2 separate regions of the Capsicum annuum genome follow, and region 1 is linked to region 2. Evidence: chromatin contacts called from public Hi-C data. All regions are on one chromosome and are shown on one strand. Each heading gives the region's core, a stretch centred on a gene start, on an enhancer-like site or on the middle of the called end of the contact. The rest is flanking DNA. Distances are from core to core; before and after follow the strand shown.

Region 1 (5,158 bases), core at 25-2,524, 43 kb before region 2:
TTTTGGGGCATCACTGTTGAATAACCGCTACTTCTATTGCTCTTTACCTTGTACCATCTTTCAGGTCATCAAGAACTCTATTCAATGTAGTTTTGTATTTCCTTATTTGGTTGTCTTTGCATCAAGTTTAACAATGTTTTTTGTCTGAACAGCATCCTGTAATTAACTAATCCTGCTGGAGACTTATGGGAACTTAATTGTGGTTGTGCAGGATCTCAGTAGGAGCAGATTGGGTGGCGAACCTGCTTCTATCCCATTTGTAAATCTTGAGGTACCACCATTCATGATCCAATTTAACAATTACATTACTAATCAAACTTTTGGACTTTTTATTTATACAAAAACTAATTGTTGGAGAATGTAATAGGTTCTGACTGATTTTCAGGGATGTGGCCATTACACCCTTGATGAACAACAGATTGAACCCCTTGAAGACACAATGGGAAAGTTGCTGGAAATGAATCCTTCAATGGCAACCCAATTGCTGGAGAGTAAGGGCCTATTTGTGATGCCTATGGCTCTGGCAGAAGGACTGCATCATCATGAATAGAAACTGAAAAAGCAGGTCAACATATAACTTCCCATGCAAAGTTAACGCAAAGTATTCTGAAGTGGTAATTAGGCAAGAAAACTATAGTACAACGTTTTTTAAGCAAAGCACAAGAAGATTTATCTTTGTACAGTTCTGCTCTCTGTCTTAACTCTAGCTTCATCTTACACTATCAAATAGGTGCTCATTATCTGCTTTATCTATTTTAATTAACAAACGTAAGGGATATTTAAATTTTTGTAAAAAGGCACAATTGAATTAATTAAACCTCTATCCTTTGACACATTTGTACTCCTTGACCATGTCATTCAAAGTGAGCAATTTTAACCTTCTGAATTAGGTCACAGTGGATCTGTTTTATTTTCAGAGTCTAAGAAAGAGATCCTTATATAGGCTTCTTTACTGTTCTTCTCTAAGCTGTCATTCCACTGAGATACCCCACTCTTTGTCAACTTTTTGTTACTCTCTCGGAGGCAGCACCTCCGGTCCAGGCACCCGTGGACATGAAACAACCCCAGATATCGACTTGATTTGTGCTAGACTTTAGAGCTTAGTAAATATTGAGATTAGTTTATACAATGTAAGACAAACTACTGTCTACTGAAGTTATCTATAACGAATGACATAGGCATGCTGATAAGGATCATTGCTGAAACCTGCAAAAGCGAACTTGTTTAACCAACGGGAAAGTGGCACAGTTGGGGTGCTTCGCACCCCCTCAGTGCCCTCCTATCCCCACTGTGTGCTCACGTGTGTGCTGGGTGATTAACAAACAGCGACAGGGAATGATGCTAATAAGATGCTCCACTTTCCTATATTGTCGCACAGTGAAGTGAAAACCGCTTATTTGCAGACATTTTCTTTTGATTCCATTTTTTTTTGGAATTTGTGGCGTTTATTGACTGATACATGATTTGGCAGAACTAGGAACAGATGTTCTGATCCTCTCTGCAAACCAGAAATTAGATAACTTAGAGGGATAATGTGTAAAAAGTGAAACTTAAATTTGAAATTGCTGTGATTTCTACTATATATGCTTTCCCCCCTCCTTGAGTTGTGATATTAAAGAAGTTTCTTCCTAATTAACTTGGAGTTTGGGAATCGTGTTGCGCTTCCCTCTTAATTACTTTATTCTAGATTTTGTCACTCCTAATCAAAGTTGCACTATGCTGTGACCTTACAATGACAATTGAAGAGTGATTAAAGAAAATAAAGTGGCCAAATAATAAAAAGATGCTTCCTTTGAAATAAGACAAAACAGCATCTTGCGTTTTATCAGGTCCAAATGAAGGACAAGAAAGGACGAAAGATCTGCTATTATTGTGTTATAATCATATCATTAGCGAGTGATAATATCGAATATGAAATCACTAAATTCTTGAACATGGGAACCACTTTTAGCAGATTCTCACATTTTTGTCCAGTTCCAAAAAAAGAGAATTCACTTCCGAAGTGCAACCCTTCAGCGTTGTTGATCGCTAATTGGAGCTCTGGAAGATGCTTTTGAAATTTTAGACCAAAGGGGAATATTTAGATTGTCAGAAATAATCTCTACAACTCTTTCAAGTCTTGGGGTAACAAATACAACGGGTGAAGTATGACCGTTAACCTGTAGTCTTCAACTTTAACTGTATATAACAAGGAAATAGAGATGCGGGACAGTGAGAATTAGACTCACACTTATCTGTACGAGGACTTTGGAGTCCGATCATTACAACTAGACTCTGATCAAGTTCATTGCTGCTCTCATCTCATTTGCTAGGTGTCGAATGAAGGGGGCGTCGAAATTGGCCCCTTCAGCTTTCTACTGTATATACAAAAAGAAAAATATATAAAAGCATACAAATATAAATGTCCGAATCAGAATTTGATCAAGATGGGGTTGACCTTTGTTCAATGCATTTTATTTTCCACTTTTGTTTACTCCACTTTTATATATATAGACAAACAAAAGCAAGGATTTTTGGACCTAAAGAAGTGAGTCAAAGAGGATCCAGTTCAAAGGAGGGGTGGGTGGTCCTAAGTCATCTAAGAATCAGACAATATCATTTTGTATTGCAGTTGTCTCGCACATTTCTAGGACCAAATAAAACGGGACAACTAAATCGGACCATATCTTGGTCAAAAAAAGGAATTGCCTGCATGTCTAATTCGCCATTTTAAAGCATCTTTGGATGTACATAGCAAAAAGTTGTAAAAAGAAGGCAAAAACGTGGTGAACACAAAATCCAAATGAGGAGCCAAAACAGCTGAGTGCCAATGTTGCTTTGAAAATAGAAAAAAAGGAAAAAGAGATGATCAAAAGAAGAAAAAAAGGAAAAAGAGATGATCAGTGCATATCATGGTGAACATACGTTGAGCTTCGACATTTAAAGTAAGTAATAACATGAAGAGTACAGAAAATGAGAAAGTTCAAAGAAATTCCTTTTTTTAAAAAAATAAAATTGTCTCTACTAATTTCACGGGATACCTGTCATCTCCCACTGGCAACATGAATCAGGTAATTCTGTCTACCAACACTAGGACATATTACCTAGTAATTTATTTTTGCTGGAAATTATAAAGTTCAAAGAAAGTCTTTCATGTCGATTTTCTAAAACGACCTCTCATTTCCTTGTTTCGTCTTGGCATTGCCCCACGAGCACCTGACTCGGGGAACCAGAAAACGCCATTCATTTTTTGCCCATCAGCCCTTGTCGCTGAACAATCTTTAGATAGTACGTATAAAAGTGCTTCATCAAAAAATTGGCACTTTGGCATGCATTTTCACAGATTCAAAAATATAAAGAAACAAATACATGGAGAAGCCAAATGAATTTAACATCTATTCTATATACATAAAATATAATTTCAACTTTATACATACAATATAAGTTTTAGACGAACACCCTCTTCTGGTACCTGCTCCGTCCATGGGAGGTCATCCCCTCAACAATTAGCTTCTGTTGAGCGTGAACTTGGGACTTTGTCCCACGTTGAATCCTGAGAAGGATTTTAGTGAGTTTATATGCAAGAGCCCACATTTTAAAGTCCAAAAGTGCGTTGAATATACTATGCCAACATAAGGTGAATATATAAATAACACTTCGCACTTGGCAGTAAGTTTGAGGAGCATATATATATATTTTGGTTTTCGTGGAGTCCAACCCATGTGGTAGTAAATTTCATGTGTCAAATTACTTGGTTAGAAATTAAACTTGGAGATCAAACAAATATTTGTGGATGACAAATTTTAGATTTATTTTTTCTTTTCTTATTTTGTGCGTGGAACCAAAGTATGTTCATCAATAAAAAGATGACTATTCTTCATTTCTAAATCATTCCAAATATTACAACAAATTCATTGTAAGAGCAGAGAGTTGATAGAGCAATTTTCTTTGGTGTAATTGGGATATCTCCAATTTCTTTGTTAATAATATAAAATCAGTTGTTCTTTGGTGGATGTAGGATCACTTTGATTCGACCTGGATTAAATCTTGTGTTCTTCCTTTTTTTTTTTTCACGTTTTTATTAACAATTATATATAACAAGGTTTTGTTTGAGTATGCCCTGTGGTTGCAGCACAGTCTAAACTTTCACATCAGAAAAGAATTACTTTTATTTTTCGTATTTTCAAATACTATCTATAGTAGAAGAGGAAGAATAAGTAACAATGAATTTCATGAAATTTAATTTGGAACTGATAGATTTAGTGGTTGCAATAACTTCAATATCTGAAAGATTCAAATGATGACGTTACTATGGAGGGAAGATTCAAACCATACTACTGACGAAAAGTACTCGGATGGTACATCGAATTCCAATAAGAAGAAGATTGAAGGGGATGCATTAAGTATAATTTAAATGTTCCTTACACCTAACGTGCTCTGTGAAGTGAGTACAAATACCAAAGAGACGATCAAACAATTATGATACAAGTTGCAAGGGATTTATCAGGACCGATTAGTGACAGTTAGGATATCGTTTCAACGACGTCTTCACACATTTAAGATGAAGTCGGCTACTTTATTTAAAGATCTAGATGCGTCAATAAACTTGTCATGGATTTACAGACTGTCAGAACCTAAAAGAATAAGGAGACAATTGATGAACTTTTTTATTCTCATTGACTTCAAAATATCGTGATATTGAGAATTCAATGATGTATAACAAGGAGCCTATCACTATTGAGCAAGTGTCTAAGCACATGTGGGGAACATTTTGAAAGAGACAAAAATGATCAAACTAGAGAGCTCTTTATGAGAAGTCAAACTGAACAACAAGGTAGGAGAAAATCAAAGTCTCATATGAACAAGAAGACTATGGGATGTTGGGGCTGCCACAAGAAGGGACACTTTAAACGAGATTGCCTACTGTCAATCTAAAAGATAGGCACGTGCATCCATAGTTGAACATGTATATAATTCTGATAATGAATATGGACTAACAATATCATGTAATAGTGGAGTCTATGACAACAAATGGCGGTTAGACTTTGGTTATCCTCTGCATAAAACATTTCGAAATGACTGATTCAACAACTATGAGAAAAATGAAGGAACTACAATAATAGACAATAATGCAACTTGTAAACTAGTTGACATTGGCTCAGTTTAAGTTCGCTGTCAT
Region 2 (5,553 bases), core at 1,244-3,743:
TGTTTTTAAAATTATAATTTCTATTATTAGCAACTCAGTAATCACTCTAAACTAGAATAATGTTGGTTTTTGGAAGTGCACAGCCTACTCGTTATTGCAACCTGTGTCATGCATATTAACATCTCACTTGACCATTGCATGTATACAAGCTCTTGTAGTAAACGTTATACTCAACTTATTTATAATATATCTAAAGCATATATCTTACACAACGTATGAGATATCCTACTAATAGTGTGACTCTTATATGACATTCTAAAAATGAATTATTGAAAATTAATTGAACCATGTTGATACTGAAAAGAAATCAAGATGAGTGAAATGGTTTCAAAAAATCTAGTTTTAGTTATGTAAGTATTCGAAAAATTAATATGGTATAAATTATCTTTAAAATACTCGGTTGAACCCTACACATGATGTTCATTGTGACTTTATATATTATACAGATTATCATCGATAATCACTTTTTGATTAGTCGGTAAATAATTATGCATCACTAAATATTATGGTTGAATGATAAGTTCCATTTCGTCCTAATTAAATAGAGTTCCGGGTTCAAAGACTTGGAACATAATCATTTTTGGTAAAGAGTTTTAGGTACCTCCAAAGTGGAACTTTTTAACAAAAAATCGAATTAATCAAAATTTTAAGCGGATACTAAATACCATGGGAGAAATAAAAAAATAAAATAAAAATTATGACAACTTCCACTTGTTTCGTGCATAATGTGATATTTATTTGATATTGTGGTAATTAGCTATGCTATCAAATCGTGAATAACTGAAGTTGGTATAAAGAAGTCACTCATTCAAATTTATAATGTGATCGACTTGAAGCAATTAGAATAAGGCCGGTTTGGGATTACAGTTGCAAAACTGCTTATTTGGGAAACACTTTTATAAAATGGCTTTTCAAAAAAGTGCTTTTAAAAAAAATAATTTGTGTTCGGTAAATTCATTCGAAAAGTGCTTTTGATAATCAAATTATGTTTGGATAATCTTTTTCAAGAAGTGCTTTTTTGAGATAAATGACCAAAAAGGACATCTATTAGTAGACTTTTATTACTAAAATCAATTTATAGAGAAAAAATATTTTTAAAATCAATTCTAAAATTAAGTAGCCAAATTCATATACTGACAAATATTTAAAATAAAATTCTATCTATTATTTGTTATCTTTTTTTAATATATTTTTACGGTATCAAAATTTACTACGAATAAACAGTCATCATATATATATATATATATATATACTATATTTCAACAAATATGTCGCTTTTCATGAATTATTTATTGAAAATTAAATATTTGAGAAAAAATTTATATGTGATGTCAAAGTACAATCTTGTAACGTGATTCATTTGTCAATTGTTATCATTAATAATAATAAAATAACTTATATATTGTTTAGTTATCATCATCAATAATATTTTCAAATTTATTTAAAGAAAATGAGTGAAAATAAAATAAAAATATATAAATCATAAAGAATTATGATTTAAATATGAAATGTAAAATTTTAAAAATCAAATGTTAATAAAACTTGTAAGATATGTTAATATCTATCTATCTATCTATCTATCTATCTATCTATCTATCTATCTATATATATATATATATATATATATATCTATATATATGGATATATTTGTGTGTGATAGGGATAATTCTGTCATAAAAAAATAATTTTTCTGCTTCTGCTTCTGCTTTTTTTGAGAAACAGAAATTTTCTGCTTCTTCCCAGAAGCAGAAAAATTGCTTCTACTTGTTTTTGAAAGCACGTTTGAAAGTTTACCAAACACCCTTTTTTTTAAAAAATTGCTTTTACTTCAAAATAAGTGCTTATTTGGTGAAATAAGCAATCCCAAACATGCTATAACTCTCTTTTTCTCAATTCAATTGAACTCCTTTGGAATCATATACAGTTTTCTCTTCAATACTTCTCACTAACTACACGATTGCTTATTCCAAGTTGACAAATTAATGTATTATCAAACTATTATACGATCTTTCACGAGTCATGGCCAAAATAGATTTCGTAATTCTTATGTATTTGGCAGTATAATATAAAGGTACCTGCTTTATCACCGTCCACAGTGTACAAAAAAAGGTTTTTTCAAAGAAGAAACTCAAAACAGGAAAGAAAGAAAAGAAATACAAAATAGAAAAAGAACCAAACACAAGAGTGGCGCTTGAATCCTGTTTTTGTTCTACTTTTCCAAAAAATAATATTTGAAAAAAAGTTAGGTATTTTGATTTACCTTTTCCTTTTTTTTTTTTTGAAAAAATATGTTGATCTGACTTTCAAAAATTAAAATTTGCTTTCAAGCCAAAGGCTTTGGTTTTTTAAATTCCGAAAAATACTTTAAACCCACTTTCAACTATTGGGACTTACGATATGACACTTTGTTTTTTTAAACCAATCAATCATTTGCTCTATCATTTGTTATATTCCTTTTAGCTTTTGGAGCATTATATAAAGCTGACAAACCATTACCACCCAAAGCCTCAAAGAAGAACCATTTCTTTCTCCAAACACAACACATTGTCAATTTGCCGCATTTACATTCACAAAGTACTTCCCTCCGTACCCATTTTCCCATATCCATAGCCATAAATTCGTAGTCGATCCCAGTTTGTTTGAGATTGAGGAATAGTTACTACTACTATATATTACTGTTATTATTAATTTTATTATGATTGGTATGATTAACTCTGTACTAACGTGCAAACAAGTATGGCCAAATTTGCTACAATTACGAAATTTACCTCAAAAGGACAAGGTTGTAGTGGTCATGGGAGTGACCGGGGCTGGAAAATCAAGACTCTCCATAGACTTAGCCACTCGATTCAATGGAGAAATAGTGAACTCGGACAAAATACAAGTGTACAAAGGTCTTGATATCGCGACCAACAAAATAACAGAGGAAGAACGGTGTGGTGTACCACATCATCTCCTAGGCGTAATTGATCCTTACAAAGAATTCGCCACCAAAAACTTCTGCAGCATGGCTTCATTTGCTGTTAACTCTATAACCAAACGGGCGAAACTTCCCATCATCGTTGGTGGATCCAATTCATTCATCGAGGCGCTTGTCTACGACAATTCCTATCATTTTAGTACTAGGTACGATTTTTGTTTTCTATGGGTGGACGCATCGATGAACGTGCTAAATTCCTTCTTGTACGAACGAGTTGATAAGATGGTCGATCAAGGAATGGTGGAGGAGGTAAGAAACTTGTTCAATCCAAAAAACAGGGATTACACCAAAGGCATTCGTAAAGCCATTGGTGTCCCCGAATTTGACAGTTACTTTCGTGCTCAACTGTCAAATTCCGTGGACAGACAGACTCGCGAGAGACTGCTAAAGGAAGCAATTAATCAAGTGAAGATCAATAATTGTATACTAGCAAGCAAACAGTTGGTGAAAATAAAAAGATTGATTAACGTTAAGGGATGGAAAATTCATCGATTAGATGCAACTGAAGTTTTCAGAAAAAAGAGGAAAGCAGACGAAGAAGAAGCAGAGGAAATATGGAAGAATATGGTGATGGGACAAAGCATAAAGATTGTGGGTAAATTTTTATACGAAAATTATAGGAATTCTATGGTTTATAAAAGTGATGGGACAACCATTGCAGCGTCGGCCATGGCAGCAGCATCTAACTATTAAAGCAAAAAAAAAAAAAAGAGTTAATGGTCGAAAATACACATAAATGAATTATCACTTTTTTCGCGAGTTTCATATCTCAACTATACATTGTTCAATTTATCAACCTAAACTATCATTCGGCTTGTATTAAAATATATGTTGAGTTGGTCTGCACACCCAAATATTTGACCAGCTCAACATTGAGGTATATTTTAATAGAATGATAGTGATAGTCTAGGCACATAAAGAGAATAATCAATAGATAATGTATGAAATTCACGAAAAAATAACAATTTAACTGTGTTTTGTACCATCACCTCAACAAGAAAAAGCAAGTTGTGTGTATGCATTAATCTGAAGACCTTTTTTTGTAACTTAGTCGAGCATGATCACCAGTTTTGGGAGATAACGTTCATATATGTCCACCACAGTAGCTAGCTGTTTAGCATCATATAGTTTATTTTATTTTTCACTGATCACTATTGTAACTACAAAAAGACTGTAACCCTTTTAAATGAACATTGAATGATAATAAATAACTATTGTTTTTTCACAACTTTCATAGTTTAATTATCATTTATTTATTTATTTATATAAACTATCACCATTTATTTATTAGAATATATCTTAACTATCAGCTATTCCCTTTTCCTACTTGAACTATCATCGTCGTTTAAGTAGGAGAAGGGAATTACTAATAGTTGAAGTGTGTTTTAATACATACATGCATGGCGATATATAGTTCATGTACGAAAAGGAAACAACATTGTTTGGTTGAGAATCCAAAATTAAGAATGTGAAGAAAACAATTGAATCGTATGCTCTTAAACTAAATATGTGTATAATATATTAGAAGTGCCTTTTGAAAGTGTAAAAAGGGGGTGTGAATTGCTATTTTTTTACTTTCACACTCAGTTAATTGTATGAATATTATTGAAGAAGCAACGTAATTTCTAAAATGAAAATGCAGAAATATAAAATGACACCAGATATTTTTATTGGTTGAAACTCATAATAGGTCTTACTTCAATCCCCTTGAATTGCAATAAATTCTACTGGCTCTTTTGGTGAATAAAGGTAGTATTACAAGAGTTGAGTATTACATTTTAGCACATACTCACACTATCTTTTCTTTTATCTCTTTTTGATACAATGACTCACCAATTATATTAATTTTTCTCCTCTCTTTTTCGATGTACAACAAACTTATAGAGATAACAATGTTTAATAAAAATAGAGAAAAGAGCTAGAGATGGTTGAGACAAGATGTATGTCTCTTTCTCCCCCTTTGACATCAATCAAAGAAGAAGATCAATATACAAACACAAATACAGAAAGTATAGATAATAGTAAATAAATCACAAAACAAGTATTCATAAGCTTATGATCAGATACTGCTACGAGCATGGGTAGCTTGGGGCACATCAGGAGGACTTCCACATATGGATAATAGCTTGGAGCCCAGAGGAAGTCATGAAATAATAAATACATAAAGCCGTAGGTGATCAAGATGTCATTGGGATAATCAAGAAGAACCCTTGTGAGTTATTGCTAAAATAGTCACTTTTGGGTTGGTAATAGGCTATTCATGAAAAGGCAAGGACTATAAATAGTTGCCTTAGCCATTTTCATTACTTAAATTTTGGCTGTTTGAATTGTCTTGAATAGACTTGACATTTGGTTACTGACACGATCTGAAACCGAGCCATGTCGTATGGGCATCTCAAGCACACATGTACCGGAGGTCGCCCCGTAACCCAACCTATCCATCAACAACAATCCACAAGGGTCGGATACAATCCAACCATAATAATAAGATAGCGAAAATGTGACTATGCGTCAAGACTTAACAAGACCAACCATTCATAATTATCAACACATTAGCCCAATATGCGCAAGTC

Evidence for each region. Hi-C and Micro-C count contacts between places; a contact is called where the count stands out from the background.
Region 1: a contact with region 2 is called in a Hi-C map of leaf, with 2.1 times the contacts expected there. The contact joins the enhancer-like site here to the promoter of LOC107842013 in region 2. A contact is called at or near these places in 2 of 5 Hi-C or Micro-C datasets (leaf and placenta).

The regions. Positions count from the first base shown.
Region 1 is chr9:153,632,352-153,637,509 of UCD10Xv1.1, reverse strand. LOC107842510 (transcription factor LRL2) reads left to right here. Exons shown (of 8, transcript XM_016686403.2): 7 at 212-271; 8 at 368-835. The coding sequence ends at 550. Among protein-coding and RNA genes, the nearest start is that of LOC124887399, 18 kb to the right of the region's middle. Within about 2 kb of position 1,274, at least 3 of the 5 cell types and tissues checked have an H3K27ac peak or open chromatin away from gene starts, as enhancers often do. A contact at or near this core is called in leaf, where this site is marked.
Region 2 is chr9:153,590,110-153,595,662 of UCD10Xv1.1, reverse strand. LOC107842013 (adenylate isopentenyltransferase 3, chloroplastic) reads left to right here and starts at 2,493. Exons shown (of 1, transcript XM_016685823.2): 1 at 2,493-4,208. The coding sequence starts at 2,696. The coding sequence ends at 3,673.